Regions from separate parts of the Mus musculus genome. Here region 2 is linked to region 1. A link is a contact called in public Hi-C data. All regions are on one chromosome and are shown on one strand. The core of a region is the stretch at or near the end of the contact, and the rest is flanking DNA. Distances in the headings are between cores, read along the strand shown. Region 1 has its middle 24 kb from the start of Gm26055. Region 2 holds the start of Flrt2 (fibronectin leucine rich transmembrane protein 2).

Region 1 (3,589 bases), core at 340-2,839:
CAGAGTGCTTGTACCACCTTGCCATCCCACCAGCAATGGAGGAATGTGCCTCTTTCTCCACATCCTTGCCAGCATCTGCTGTCACCTGAGTTTTTGATCTTAGCCATTCTGACTGGTGTGAGGTAGAATCTCAAGGAAAGGAGCTGAAGGAGTTGACAGCCCCATAAGAGGAACAAAAATATGAACTAACCAGTACCTTCATAGCTCCCTGGGACTAAGTCATCAACCAAAGAAAACATGGTGGGACTCATGGCTCTAGCTGCATATGTAGCAGAGGATGGCCTAGGTGGTCATCAATGGGAGGATGGGAGGAGAGCCCCTTGGTCCTTTGAAGGCTCTATGCCCCAGTATAGGGGAATGCCAGGGTCAGGAAGTAGGAGTGGATGGGTTGTTAAGCAGGGGGAGGGCGAGAGGATGGGGTTTTTCGGAGGGGAAAGTAGGAAAGGGGATAACATTTGAAATGTAAAAAAAGAAAAAATAAAAGAAAAAGAAAAAAAAGAAAAGAAAAGAAAATATCTAATAAAACAAAAAACCAAACAAACAAAAATTTAAAGTCAAGAATTAAAAATTCCTGCAGCTAGACCTTTAGGAAGAGGAAGGTGGAGAACAAGTATTTTGATGGGCAAAGTGCCAAGACGTGGTAGAAATAGTTCAAATACAACCTGGTGTCTTCTAGCATCTTCTTTTTTAAATAACTGTTTTGTTTTTCATTTTGTATATCTTTGTCTGAACATGAGGACAGATGTCTGTGGAAGGCAGAAAAGGAAATTGGAATCGCTGTGGCTGAAGCAGCAGGCTGTTGTGAGCTGCACAACGTGGATGCCTGGGACTGAGCTCCAAATGTCTGTAAGATAAATACGAAAGGCTAAATAGTGACTCTTACCAGCCCATACTGTTTTCTGTAAACATAGATGTTCCGAAGGATTACTGAGCTTAGCTGTAGTTTTGGTCGTTATAATAACATTTTGACAATTAAATTATCTAGTCTTTGAAAACCTGATGTACTACATTTAAAGATGATTAATGCAATAGTTAAGCAAAGTTTCTTCAGGATGAATTATCATAGTCTCTTTGTGTAACTGATTCTTTACAACAGTGCTCATAAGTGTTGTTTAAAGTAGGCTGGTTTTAAAATAAACAAATTATAGGTGGTGCAGATGAAGAATCAGAATTTAAGAAATGTAGAATGAAGCACACAGGGAAGTAAAAAGTGTGATAACCGACAGCATAGTTTGGAATTCTAAAGGTCAGATAGATGAGCAGATTTAAAAGCTTTGGGCTCAGTTCCATGTAGACTTGAAATGTTTTAAAAAAATAAATAGCAACAAGTATGCTAGCGATGTATGAATTTTAAATCATCCACGGTAAACGTTCTTCGTCTGAAAGAAAAGAATTTAGAAGAAAGTCTGTGTCTTACCCAAGCCAGGAAAAGTAGAATTATGGCTGTCAGGCAAAAGTTTCCTATTTTCTTTTGAATGACAGAATCAGATATCAACATTGTCATGTAAACAGGCTGGTCTGGGATTAATTCTCTGGCCAGAGTGAACAGACACAAAAGACTTTTCAAGAAAGTTGTGTTCGGCTGCTGTCCCTGCACTGCTGGTCTTTAAAACAAACAAACCCACCAAAAGAAGCAGGAAGAGCTCTCAACCAGATGAGAAGTAAACCATGAAACCCACAATCACGCATTTTAGGAAGGAAATGACAGAGTCTATTCAGTGGTATCTATCCATTCTACAGCTTATATTTTCTTTAAGCCCTGCTTATTTAGTGATTATTCCCTTGCTTAAAAGCAATCAAGTTAGAGATCTCAGTGAACATTGTTTCCTATAATAGGAAAGATTCGGCTTAGTGTTCCATTCACCCCTGTTAATTATGGAATTAGCAATTGATGCATGTCAACTTAGCAGGAATCGGATTATCCCAGGGTCAAAATGCAAATTTAAAACAGAAGAGAAATAGTTTAATTTATAAACTATTTATAAACAAAGAGTAACTTTGCTTCTCTATAGAAAATATGCCATGCCAAGAAAGATTATAATCATTTATTGTTTTTACTTCTTCTTTTTTCCCTTTTATTGAAAATTGTTTTTGTATTACCGAATATATTCTCATTACAGTTCCTCCTCTCTCTATTTCTCCGAGTTCCTCCAGACCTCCCTCTCATCTGGATCTTTCTTTTTGTCTCTCCTTAGAAAAAAGTCACAGTTCTAGTTGATAATAAAATAAAATAAAGTAAAATTTACCACCTTGGAATTGAACTCTAAACAAACAAACCAGACATAGGGAAAGGAGTGCTAGAGAAGGCACAAGATACAGATACAAATGCAAAGATCCACTCATCTGTATACTCAGGACTCTCATAAACACAACTAAACTGTAATCTATAATAGATACACAAATATTATAAGAGAGAAAAATATATAATAAAATAAAGCTTAATGAATGTACAGAATTACAAAAAGTAAAAGGAAAGAAGAAAAGTATTTTAAATAAAAGAGGAAAAGCCCTCATATGACAGGGTAAGAAAAGGAACCTTCAAAGATGTCATTGATTTTGTTTTCTGTTGCTCATTTACTGCTTGGTATGGGGCTTATCTTTAAGAGGAGCGGGTCTCCCCAGAGAGCCTCTCTTACAGCAAACTAAGCTTTCATTTGCAAGTGCTCATCAATTAGAGGTTGTTTCTAGATTAAGGATGGGGTTATGTGGCTACTTCTTTCGTCTCTAGGACCTCATCTTGTAAAGACCAGCATTGGCCTTGTGCATGCTGCACATGTCTCTGTGCGTTTCTATGTATGTTGAACTACTCCTGCATCTCGGGATTGAAGTGGACTTAATTTGAAGGAATGATCCTTTTGATATGTTCTTCGATACAGTTTGCTAAGTATTTTAGTGAGAATTTTTGTACCTATACTCATACAGGAAACTTGTCTATACTTCCCTTTCTTTATATATATATATTTTTTTCATGTGCGTTTAGAATCAAGGTAACTGTGACTTTGTGAAATAAATTGGGTAAAGTTCCTTCAGTTTCTATTTTGTAGAGTAATTCATTAACTCATCTTTGGTTGTCCAGTTGAATTCTGTTTTGTTGTTTGTTTGTTTTGTAAGGAGAGTTTTAATGATTGCACTTGATTGCTGAGTTTATATATTTGGCTAAATTGTTTATTTGATCTTGACTCAACTCTGGTAAATTAAATTTATTGATAAAATTATTGAATAGATTTTCCAATCTGGTGGATTGCAGGTTTTTAGAGTATATTTTTATGATTCTCCAGAATTCCTTAATGTCTGTTGTTATGTTTCCCCTTCATCTCTAATTATGTTAAATTGGATCACTTGCCTCAACCTTTTAATTAATTTGGGTAAAGTTTTGTCAATCTTATTAATTTTTTTCAAAGAACTAATTCTTTGTTCCATTGATTCTTTGTATTGTTTTTCTTGTTCTTATTGATTTCAGTGATGAGTTTAAGGACTTTTTTGACATTTACTCCTTTTGAGCGAGAATTCTTTTTATTCTAGAGTTTTTAGATGTGCTGCTATGTTACTAGTATGACATTTGTCTAATTTAATTAGGCAATTAAAGCAA
Region 2 (3,844 bases), core at 239-2,738, 340 kb before region 1:
CATCTTGGAAGCTTCCGAAGTAAAGTGCCAAGATAAGAGTGGTGATGTTGATAGCCTTCAGGAACAACTGCCCCTGGTCGCCCAAGGCGCCTGGCAGGCCACATGATTTATCCAAATAGCAAGTGTGGGACCAGCCCTTCCAAGACAGACTTAGCTAGCTGGGCTTCTTAATCATGGAAGAGATTACAAGAAAAAGTGACCACACTAGCTCTCAAAACTCCAGTAAGAGCCCTGGGCTGTTCAGCTCAGAGGAGGGCTTTTTCCAGGAGGCCAGAGTCTAGTGGAGGCTCTAGGGCAGCTGGATAGGTCCGTCCCCCTTACTACTCTGGGTATCTGCATTCAGCGCCTGAGGGCATAGAAGGACCTATCTCCGCAGCCCAGGCACTGGACGCAGGGAAAGTGGACTCCCCAGTATCGGGATCTCCTGGGGACTTTTCCATCCCTGACCAGTAAGGAAAGCACAATTACACCAGCTATGGAACTACCAGTTCTGGTGCAACAGCAGGGCAGGAAAGGTCCTTGGCTTGTAAAAATCACGAGCGATTGGAAAGAAAACGAACTAGCATCCCCAATTTAGTGGGGAATTGATCCCGGATTTCGGGCATAGGGCAGGTAGGGGCTTGAGATACTGAGGCTTGATAATAACACTTCTTGCATTCAACCCAGATGGGTATGGAGGGTTGTTACTTACCGGACTTAAGAGAAGCATTCTAAGGAAATGAAAGGCTGTTCTAAGCTTAGGGGATTTGGAAAACTCCATTTAGGATCGATGCTTTTGGCAGGTAGCAAATGAGCGATTTTACCCACAACTCGGTTACAAAACTCCCTAGAGGACTTGGAATCGACTTGAATGTAGAAGGCGCAGCCCCCCCCCCCCCCACACACACACACACATACACACCGGGTCCCCAAGTAGTCGGGGTAGATAGAAAAAGAATCCCATTTTCTTTGCGGATAAAAAGACAAAACATAGAACACCCACCTAGTGACCACCCACCACTTGTTCAAAAGGGAGTGGGGGTCCAAATAATGTGGTGGCCATGTAAAGAAAGCTAGGGCAGTCACTAGAAATTTCACCTGGCACAGCAATCCTTTTACCTGGCAGCCTTGTCTCCTTAGCTCATCCGAATCCAACCGGGTCCGGGAGGTGGAAAGGGAAGAAGCTAGAGCGGCAGTAGAGGGACTCCCCGGGCATGGTATTGTTTTAGGGGTCGCCGCCGAGGTCCCTCCTGCCCATCGTTGAGAACTGCCAGTCTGGTCCTGAGGTTCAGTGGACGCGGTGACCGGTTCTGCGCTGCTGCCTCCACGTTCTGGAAACTTGGGACAGAGGACCAGATAAGAGCGCACCTGGAAGCAGAGAGAGAAAGAGCTCTCTGCGTGTTTGAGAAGCACTGCCCTTGGTGTTATCTCCCAGCGCACATTCCTTGGTGGTGACAATGGATGACGCCAAACTCACAAGTGATGGCGACTGCTTTCAAATGTACAACTAACTGCAAGGTACCCGGCAAGACAGAAAGCTTTGCTCACCTCCCACTCCTTTCCCTCCCATCGAGGAGGGAACTGGCTTAACCCTGTGTTCACCCTACACTCCGGATAGAAGCTAGATTGCGCTGAGAAACCACAGACGCTGGCTTTCCGGGCAAAAGCTTTGTTCACGTGCAGTTCCAGTGGGCGTGTGGCTGTCTAGGGGCACTTGGGTGGCAAGGTGCCAGTGGCGCGCTTTCCGAGAGAGACTCGGAGATGGGAAGGAACCTAACGTTTCATCCGGACCAGACCCAGCCCTCACAATCTATTTTTTTTTTAACCTCCAGTTACCGGATTTATTGAAGTTGCCAGCAAAGTTGGCTTTTATTCCTTTACTTCTGTGTCCCCCGCCTCTCATATAATTTCCTTGCCCAGCTGCGCTTTGAAGACTTAGAAATCTCTGATCAAGCTCTAACTCTTAACAGAGTTTCAAGTGCAGTGCGAGAGGAATGGAGAAGGGGACCCACCCACTCCTGCCAAATTTAAATGAAACCGCAAGGAGAGTGGCCTCCCTCCTACCCATCAGAAGCTGGTGTCAACTAAATGACATCAGTTAAATAAGAAAGAGTAAAACACCTGAAGACCGGGTGGAAAAGAGACAAGAACGAAGTTGGTATGTGATTGGGTAAACGAGCCTAAAGAGAAAGGCATGAGTGGAATAAACATAGAGAGGGGGAAAAAAGAATACAAATGCAAAAATTAAAAATAGGGGAGCAGGGCTTGATATATATCAGGTTAGTTTTAAGGGCGATTTGACTAACAATGTCTCCTCAGCTCCCTTGGAACAGGTTAATTATATAATGAACAAATTCCGGCTTGGGTTTAGTGAACAGCTTTGCCTATACATTCAGAACTTCCAGAAAGTTAATTGAATAAGCAGAGAACCCGTCTTGTTGACCCAGAAAAGAAACTCAGGCCTGAGAAAACTGTTCTCTTCTGCTGTAGCTTTCTCTGTCAAATGAGCCCAGACACTGTGATCTGAGCACAAACGTACAACTGTTTTTCTCAGGCTCTATTCTTCAGTAGGAAGCTGTTAGACAGTGGAATAGGCATTGCTGAAAGGGGTTATTTTAAAAGGGAGAGCAAACCGCGCTTTACCACCGAATCGGTGCCTCCTCCGGACCCAATATACCCAACCCGATGTGAATGGCAGAAACTGCAAATGCCCATCTGAGCCCAGCAGTCCTGAGAGGCCTCTGGAGCTGCCTCAGACTTCAGCTTGAAGAATTCCGTTGTAAATCCTTCTGATTTGCCAAGGTGGCAGCAGAGCATAGCAATAGCTCCTTTGGTTCTTGAATCAGCAAAGCTCACAATTTAGGACATATGCATTTCCACCGTTCTTTAAATATCCATTCTTCTGTGCAGTTATGCATATGTGTCCCCAGAACCTATCATCCTCTATATCCTTCTTCTGAGAAGACAGTATATTAAGCTCATTCTTACAAACATATATTGGTTAACCAACAAGATGAAACCCTAAACAGGCTTGACATTGTGATTCATGCTACTGGAAACAGAATTAATCCAGAAAAGGAAGAGGGGGTGGTTATTAATAAATATAATTTCATTTTCCAGTAATGATGATTCAAAAGTATAATAAAGTAGTGCAATGAGCATATCCTCCTTTCTAAAAAGCTATGGGTGTTGTTGTTATTATTATTATCATGATTTTTATAAATGTAAGAAAATACTACTGGAAGTGTATGTAGAGAAGCAATGTGATAAGTCGTAAGTCTGACTGAAGAGTCAACTTAAGGAATGCATGGAAGTGAGGTCAGACAGAACAAAAGTCTTGTATTTGAAAAACAAAAAAACAAAAACAAGATAGCCAGAACATTTCTGAACAATAAAAAAGTTATTTTTGAAGGAATCACTTTCCCTGACTGCAAGCTGTACTGAAGAGCAATAGTGATTAAAAAAAGAAAAAGAAAAGAAAAGAAAAGAAAAGAAAAGAAAAGAAAAGAAAAGAAAAGAAAGAAAAGACAAGACAAAACCTTCATGGTATTGGTATAAATACAGACAGGTTGATCAATGAAATAGAATCGAAGACCCTGAAATAAACCCACACTCCTACAAAGCATACAGTAGAAAAAAAAAGCATCTTCAAGGAATGGCCTAGGTCCTTTATCCCTCCCTCCCTCCCTCCTTCCCTCCCTCCCTCCCTCCCTCCCTCCCTCCCTCCCTCCCTCCCTCCCCCCTCTCTCTTTCTTTCTTTCTTTCTTTCTTTCTTTCTTTCTTTCTTTCTTTCTCTCTTTTTTTGGAGAGCTTCAAACATGAGCATTGTTACCTACATCACTTGCACCATCTATGCCTCAAATTA

What was found. Hi-C and Micro-C count contacts between places; a contact is called where the count stands out from the background.
Region 2: a Hi-C map of cranial neural crest shows a contact between it and region 1, with 3 times the contacts expected there. The contact joins the promoter of Flrt2 here to the enhancer-like site in region 1. A contact is called at or near these places in 3 of 39 promoter capture datasets (the 3T3-L1 cell line, 3T3-L1-derived adipocytes and liver), 8 of 484 Hi-C or Micro-C datasets (3T3-L1-derived adipocytes, adipose-derived mesenchymal stem cells, cranial neural crest and 3 more), 6 of 115 datasets of contacts at active chromatin or transcription factors (bone marrow-derived macrophages, embryonic stem cells and trophoblast stem cells) and 2 of 9 other capture datasets (adipose tissue and embryonic stem cells).

The regions. Positions count from the first base shown.
Region 1 is chr12:95,353,296-95,356,884 of GRCm38.p6, reverse strand. No RefSeq gene overlaps it. Among named protein-coding and RNA genes, the nearest start is that of Gm26055, 24 kb to the left of the region's middle. Within about 2 kb of position 1,589, at least 5 of the 459 cell types and tissues checked have an H3K27ac peak or open chromatin away from gene starts, as enhancers often do.
Region 2 is chr12:95,689,870-95,693,713 of GRCm38.p6, reverse strand. It overlaps Flrt2 (fibronectin leucine rich transmembrane protein 2), which reads right to left and starts at 1,488. Exons shown (of 2, transcript NM_201518.4): 1 at 1,099-1,488.